Linked DNA regions of Mus musculus: region 2 is linked to region 1. Evidence: chromatin contacts called from public promoter capture Hi-C data. All regions are on one chromosome and are shown on one strand. The core of a region is the stretch at or near the end of the contact, and the rest is flanking DNA. Distances in the headings are between cores, read along the strand shown. Region 1 holds the start of Tma16 (translation machinery associated 16). Region 2 overlaps Gm39185 (a long non-coding RNA gene).

What was found. Promoter capture Hi-C pulls out the DNA fragments that hold promoters and counts their contacts.
Region 2: a contact with region 1 is called in a promoter capture Hi-C map of hippocampal neurons, with 2.2 times the contacts expected there. The contact joins the enhancer-like site here to the promoter of Tma16 in region 1. A contact is called at or near these places in 4 of 39 promoter capture datasets (embryonic stem cells, hippocampal neurons and liver), 2 of 484 Hi-C or Micro-C datasets (the Ba/F3 cell line and the N1E-115 cell line) and 5 of 115 datasets of contacts at active chromatin or transcription factors (the 230-238 cell line, embryonic stem cells, large pre-B cells and 1 more).

Annotation. Positions count from the first base shown.
Region 1 is chr8:66,484,983-66,489,033 of GRCm38.p6, reverse strand. It overlaps Tma16 (translation machinery associated 16), which reads left to right and starts at 2,504. Exons shown (of 7, transcript NM_025465.3): 1 at 2,504-2,622. The coding sequence starts at 2,620.
Region 2 is chr8:66,909,347-66,913,100 of GRCm38.p6, reverse strand. All of the region lies in intron 1 of Gm39185 (a long non-coding RNA gene), which reads right to left. Among named protein-coding and RNA genes, the nearest start is that of Gm39185, 5.1 kb to the right of the region's middle. Within about 2 kb of position 2,295, at least 13 of the 459 cell types and tissues checked have an H3K27ac peak or open chromatin away from gene starts, as enhancers often do. A contact at or near this core is called in hippocampal neurons, where this site is marked.

The DNA of each region.
Region 1 (4,051 bases), core at 1,255-3,754:
TTCACTGGCTGAAGGAGTAAAGCCAGGGAAGTCTTCATGGGGTCAGAAACAGAGGAGAAGGGGAAGAGAAAGAAAGAGTATGTGCATGCAGGGAGAAAGAAGATGATGAGGGGAAGGGGCAGGGAGAGAGGAGACAGTGGGTGGGAGAAATTAAAATGTCTGGATTATATAGGGAAGAACTTCTGGAGGAAGAACAGCCTAGCCCCTGGGCTGGAAATTTCAGGGTAGAGAGTGAGGTGTGTCAGCCATACCCTGAAATGGTAGGGACTGAGGAATTCTGGGAGAACGCTGAAGGCCAGGTCTGCTTTGTTATGTTAAATAGTCACCTTGGCTGCAAATCCTCAGTTTAAAATCCAGCGATCTTATTTCTGTCTTTTAGTTTATTTGTATAGCGTATTATATTCATCAATTTGCCTAATTGGTTAGGTGTATGATAATGTATTTTTGAAAATACTATATATTTTGAATACATTTAAATTATGTAATGTATTTTAATTGTGTTTGGTTTGCAATTATTTTGTTCACAATTTTTTTGCAGCTTTGTTCATCAGGAAAATTAGTCTGTAACTGCTATGTCTTTATCTGAGCTTATTCAAGATAATACTGCTTTCATAGAATAAACTAGGTACTCCTTCATTTTCTACTTTGAGAAATGATTTAAGAAGTGTTAGTATCAGGACTTTCTTAAAATTTTGGGCAGGACAGTGGTGGTGCACGCCTTTAATCCCAGCACTTGAGAGGCAGAGGTAGGAGGATCTCTGAGTTCAAGGCCAGCCTGGTCTACAAAGTGAGTTCCAGGACAGCCAGGGCTACACAGAGAAACCCTGTCTCAGAAAAAAAAAAAAAAAAAAAAAAAAAGTTTGGTAGAATTCAGCCATGAGTCCATCTGATTCTAGACATTTCTTTGGATGAGACTTTTAATTATTGCTTTTAATCTTATTACATATAATGAACACATTTACTGTATTATATTTTCAGGGATCTTGGTGTGTCATACATGTTTAGAAATACATCAAATACTTTGATGTTTATCAGCATTTTGAAATAAAATTTTCCAAGTATTCTATAGATTATCTGAATTTCACTGGAGTCTGTTGTTACAATTCCTGCTTTCACCTTTACTTTTATTAATTTGGGATTTCTTTTGCTAGTTTGGCTAGGGGTTTAATCAGTCTTGTTATTGATGTGTTTATAAAAAGATAAAGGGGGGATATATTCTGTGGAGGTGTAGTCAGGCATGGGGAAGGGGATGCCTCCGTGGGCCCACAGCCCTTCCCCCTGAGGGACCACGCCAGGTAACTGGGGGGGCAGAACCTACCTGGCTGTTGCCAGATAACTGTGTTGTGGAGCTTAGACAAAATACTAACAGTTGTCCTTTAACAAAAACGATTGCTTTAGCTATTCCTATGTATTGAGGGTTTTTTTGGTCTCTATTTCATTAGGTCCCGCTTTAATAGTGATCGATTGATGAATTTATTTATTTATCCAGTGATTGGGTTTGGGAGTGACTTCTTATTTCTAGAACCTTAAGATGAATTATTACTTCACTTGGAAACTCTCATTTTGCTTTATTGTAAATACTCACTTTCCTGTTAGGATGCTTTAGCTAGCTCGTAGAGTGCCTATGATTTTCATTTGTTTCTAAGAATTTTCTCCTTGATTTCTTCAGTGACCCACTGTACATTTAAAATTGTACCATTACGTGTCCAAGTATTTGTTTTAAGTCCTGTAGTTTCTCTTGCTGTTGGATTCTAGTTTTATTTCAGAGTTGTCTGATAGGGTCCAAGGAATCCATTCATTGTCATCCTCTTCCTCGCCCCCCCTTTCTCCCATATCCCTCTCCTAACACTCCCCCATACATCTCCTCTTCTCCCATCCCTTCTCCTCCTGATCCTTCATCTCCTCCCCTTTTTTGTGTATGTTAAATCCACTTAGTCTATGGTAATAATTTATATTATAATAGTATTTGAAATACTAACTTCTTTATGTCCCACTACAGATAGAAATTATACAAAAAAGAAAGTAGGGAAACTGTCAAAGTACCTTCAATGCGTAGCATGTACTAGGCATTTGATTAATAATTACTACGTAAGACTTTCTATCAAATTTTACCATGCTGTTCAAAAACGGAATAACAAGGCCGGAGAGACAGGCTTTAGATATAGAAAGAAAATGGTAGAGAAAATCAAAGGAAAAGTGAAGGCTGAATTTACACCATTCTGGGAGATGGGCACCTCTAGGTGAGGTAATGCTATCTCCTAACAAGTTGCTCGCCCATGGAGAGCTGCCTTCTGGCCGATACTCAAGGCCGGCCTTTCAGTCAGAAACAGAAGACAGACAGACTTCTGTTCTCTGAGCTCGACTCTCTCTCTCTCTCTACTCTCCCCGCCTTTGTGTGGCTCCCGGGCTGTAAAACAAGGCGGGCGGAAAAACATTACGTCTCAGTTTCTAGGGACGCTTTAGAGAAAGCACCAGCTCCTCCCCTTCCTGTCCGCCCCTATTTGTTTCCCCCGGGGCCCACGTGTGTTAGGGAAGAAGCGGACTTGAGAGCGGCTGCGCTGCCCTCTGTGAAATTGTCGCATCGGGACATCGCCCGGCCTCGGTGGCCAAGACATCGCCATGGTGAGCGGCCCCTTAGGTTCTCCGGGAGGCTCTGGTCGGGCGGCCGGGGAGTACAAGCTCGGACCCGGGAGAAGCCGGGACTCGGAGTGGCTGCGTGGGGCGGTGGTGGGCCCCCGGTGCTGCCCCAGGATCGGAGTGCTCCAGCGCGTTCTCAACTCGCTCTGGGTGGCGTTGTCCACGTCTCCCGGTTTCTCATTTTCCTGAGGGCCTTAACTAATACCGCTTTGTGGATCCACCCACCTCTGCCCTGGGGCAAGTGCAGGTCTCCCCTGCCCAGGGTCACAGCCACCCACGAGGTGCATCGGCCCGCAGCCCTTCTGTTCTGACTTTAGTCCTGCCTCTACAACTCCCATTCCTACCGGGCAACAATGCTGTTTTGTTTGCATTTTAAGACAGTAGTTAAGAGTGTTATAAACGGTTTATGTATAGCGATATAAAGAGCTCATTCACAGTATCCGAATTTATGTTTTTTTTTTTTTTCTTTCGAGACAGGGTTTCTCTGTATAGCCCTGGCTGTCCTGGAACTCACTTTGTAGACCAGGCTGGCCTCAAAGTCAGAAATCCGCCTGCCTCTGCCTCCCAAGTGCTGGGAATAAAGGGGTGCGCCACCACCGCCTGGCCGAATTTATGTTTATAACTGATTTTATGTACGTGTGGATATCGGAGAACAATTTGTGAGAATCTGTTTTCGCCATGTGTATGTTTGATGTTTAATCTCGTTTCTCATTTGCCCCACTATCCTCCATGTGTGTGTTCTTACGGCTTTAAGATTATTATTTTTTTATTCATAGCCAACCTCAGATGGGTTTCAGACTTAGACGTGCCTTCTCTCATCAGATTAATGAAAAAATGACCAATGTCTAAGAGAATTGTGTGAATGAGGAATTGATGAACATTTTAATTATTTGGAGAGTTTTTTTGAGATTATTTCGAGCTTTGTCTTAGCAAAGGAAAAGGGAAGGAAAGAATTACAGACAGAGATAACAAGTGTAGTCTCAAGTTGCAGTGTGGTTTATTCTGGAATAGTGATCTTCAGTAAGAATGGGGAGAAGGAGCTGTGTGAAGGAAATGCTGGAGAAGAAAGTTGGAAGAGATGGCTTTCTGTGCTAAAGCTTAGAACCAAGCTGATCTCTTTCAATAGGGAAAGAAACTCTATACTGGATTAACACTGTAGACAGATTTTTTCGACTTCTTTGTAAAGGGGTCTAACAATAGAGCAACCTAGGCCTGATTGTATGGGTTGAATAAAGGTAACTGACAGGTTTGAAAAAGCTTCAAGAGCTATTTGGCCTTTAGAGGAGTGACTATTGAAGAGGAATATTAGGGACCACCTGTTCCCTAATAGTCTTTTTTTTTCTCAGAGATTAAAAATTATATATATTCATCTATTTTATGTAACAGTAGGTTTTGGTCAGTAGAACTTGGGCAA
Region 2 (3,754 bases), core at 1,046-3,545, 420 kb before region 1:
TTCCCACTTTTTGGCCCTGGCATTCCCCTGTACTGGGGCATATAAAGTTTACATGACCAATGGGCCTCTCTTTCCAGTGGTGGCCGACTAGGCCATCTTTTGATACATATGCAGCTAGAGTCAAGAGCTCCGGGGTACTGGTTAGTTCATAATGTTGTTGCACCTGCAGGGTTGCAGATCTCTTTAGCTCCTTGGATACTTTCTCTAGCTCCTCCATTGGGGCCCCTGTGATCCATCCAATAGCTGACTGTGAGCATCCATTTCTGTTTTTGCTAGGCCCTAGCCTAGCCTCACAAGAGACAGCTATATCAGGGTCCTTTCAGTAAAAGCTTGCTAGTGTATGCAATGGTGTCATTGTTTGGAGGCTAATTATGGGATGGATCACCGGATATGGCAGTCTCTAGATGGCCCATCCTTTTGTCTCAGCTCCAAACTTTGTCTCTGTAACTCCTTCCATGGGTGATTGTTTCCAAGTCTAAGAAGGGGCAAAGTGTCCACACTTTGGTCTTCGTTCTTCTTCAGTTTCATGTGTTTTGCAAATATCTCGGGTATACTAAGTTTCTGGGCTAATATCCACTTATCAGTAAGTACATATCATTTGAGTTCTTTTGTGATTGTGTTACCTCACTCAGGATGATGCCCTCCAGGTCCAACCATTTGCCTAGGAATTTCATAAATTCATTCCTTTTAATAGCTGAGTAGTACTCCATTGTGTAAATGTACCACATTTTTTGTATCCATTCCTCTGTTGAGGGGCATCTGGGTTCTTTCCAGCTTCTGGCTATTATAAATAAGGCTGCTATGAACATAGTGGAGCATGTATCCTTCTTACCGGTTGGGACATCTTCTGGATATATGCCCAGAAGAGGTATTGCGGGATCCTCCCGTAGTACTATGTCCAATTTTCTGAGGATCCACCAGACTGATTTCCAGAGTGGCTGTACAAGCTTGCAATCCCACCAACAATGGAGGAGTGTTCCTCTGAGCTATTTTTTACAAAGAGATTGTAACTTGATGATCATGCATGTTGTCAAGTGATTTCTTCGGGACAGATAATTTAATAAGCTCCTTTGACATATAAATATGTGATTTAGATGGTAGTTTCTTGCTGTCATCTTTGGTATACTTTGTATTTTGCAGAAGAATATCTTTAATGAAGTTGATATTGTTGGCAGGGCTTGAGAGCTGGCTCTTTGGCGGAGTGCCTGCCAGGCAGGTGTGAGGACGTGAGTTCAGATACTCAGTCCCCATGTTTAAAAAACTAGGTGTGGTGGCACATACCTGTCAGCCCAGAGCTTGGCAGGCAGATGGAGGAGGCCAGCCAGTCTAATGAACAAGTTCAGTGAGAGAGAGAGAGACCCTGTGCTTTGGGGTTTTGTTGTTTGTTTGTTGTAAAGTAAGGTGGAGAACTGTTTAGGAAAACACCGATGTCTATCTCCTTTCTCCCCATATATGCTCACACACTTGTAAATGCACCTACATACACACATGAACACACACGACTATGTCCATACACCACAAAAATATACAAAAGAACCAATGTAAAAGACATTGGTAATAGCTATTTGTTCAGCATGCTCTGTTATATTTTATATATGTTATTTCATTTTGTTACTGAAAAAGACAGACATAGAAGATATCAATATTTTTATTCCTACAATTACTCTCCTGTATTACAGTGGCAAGCATGAACATTTTTATTTAAGAAGATTTATTCATCCTACTTCCCAAGCTTATTGATTTATAAGCCAGAGTCATAGCAAAATGCCACTAAGAAACAATTTCGAATACAATAGAGATTGGTTTCCCTTTTGGGATAATGTCAGAGTGAGTGCTCCTGCCAGAATGGGGGGACTTGTGAGAATCCTGGTGGTTTAGTATAAATTACCCAGAGAACTATTTGTGTATAAAATAAATCCACTTTAATTGTATTCTCAGCTCAACAAATTGTTCAGCATTTTTTTTTCATATGTTGGCAAATTCCACATCTCAGAGAACCAAAGAACACAAAAGGCAGCAGCTGGGATTTTCATTAGGCTCAAGACAGATCTTTCCTTCTTCTGATATTATTAAAAGCTGCGTTCTTACACGGCTATAGGGAGATCCCCCAGAGACATCGGGACCCCTCCCTTTTAATCACTGGTCTGCAGAGTCCCCGGGGCTATTCCTGGCATGTACTGTGGCATAATGAGCAGCTCCTCCTCGGATAGTTGCTCCTGAGGTTAAGATCTGAGCCATGGGATCAGCACTGAGATAAAGGCTGAGTAGTCCTCAACTCTGCAATTTGCTAGCAGCGTGAGCACTGGAAAATTATTCACTATGAGCTGCAGCTAAGAATAGCTCTCAGATAATAGCACTCTAATAAGTATTGAGAAACTCTCTATTAAATTCCAGTTAGAAGAGTACCCAATGTATAGTCTTGAATGCTTACTAAACGTTACCAATAATTAAACTACTGAGTAGAAAATGGAGAAAAACAAGAAGAATACTTACAAAAATGAAGCTTATAGGTTTTGGACCTGTTCTCTGTTATTCTGAACAAAAATATATGCTCAATACTTAGTTTTAAACATATACTCTGAATATTCTCTCTCATGTTATTGCTGGACTGCAGAAGGCAGACTTTTTTAGTGCTACAAACTTCTGTCAAAACTACTTATTTTTCTTATCTTTTTTTTTTTTTTTTTTACAGATAGTTTAGTAAGATGAAAAATATACTGGCAGGCAATTTTTTTATTATAAGCAAAAATTCGCTTCCGTGAAATGAAATACTATTGAATGCTTCCTCAGAGCAACATAAAATAGAATGTTCTTCTTTGTGGAGAGGTAGGTATGGCTGAGCCCCAAAGTGGAACACTGTGTGTCCTCTTGCTCTGGTCAGGCTGTGTCCAGAGCTGGCTCTGACCCTTCAGTCCCAGAGTCCAGGAACACTCTCAGACTGCAATCTTCCATCCAAGACACAACTTTCTTTCTTCTGCCTGGGGCTCACCTAGTCCTTCAGAAATGACCAGACTTCAGTTCAAACAGGAGCAGCCTCACTTTCGTCTAAGACTCGGCACATGCTGTAAACAAGCTTTTACTGGAGAGCCCTGCATTGGCTCAGCCACTTAAAAAAATTGGTCCCCATATAGCTATTAGTTCTCTACAATTTGTTCCATTAGCCAGGGCATGGGAGGATAAAATCTTTAATAAAAACTAAAAGCACAAAGTATAATAGAGTTTTGGAGTTTTATCATCATCATCATCACTATTATTGTGCCTCCAAAGAGCCTTTTCAGACATTTTTTCCTAATCTCTTACCCTAAAGATTCAAATACCAAATATGGTATTTATATGATCATTGCATGTACATATATTTTAGTCATAAAAAGATGAAGGACATTGTCCATTCTAAGAACCAAGATTTACATCTGTGGGAGCCATTCTGCCCTTTGATAATTAATGCTTGATCTGTAGGAATTGAAGTACTAGAGCCAGGCAGCACAGTCAGGAGCCTTTGCTTGAGTCACACTGCACTGTTACACACATCACAACACCACACTTGTTTGAACAAGGAAAAGCATGAGGAAAATATGTTCTCTGCATAATTCCCATAAATCAATTCTTCATTTAGGAGACAGGCTCTTTGGGCTTCATGAGTCATGGGTGTCTGAAATCACTTGTCTCGGACAGGTTCATGCCATTCTGCTCTACAATTTTCACTTGCAGTGCTTATAAGAAAGACAGGATCATGGAGGTCATTGGAGGAGAGGGG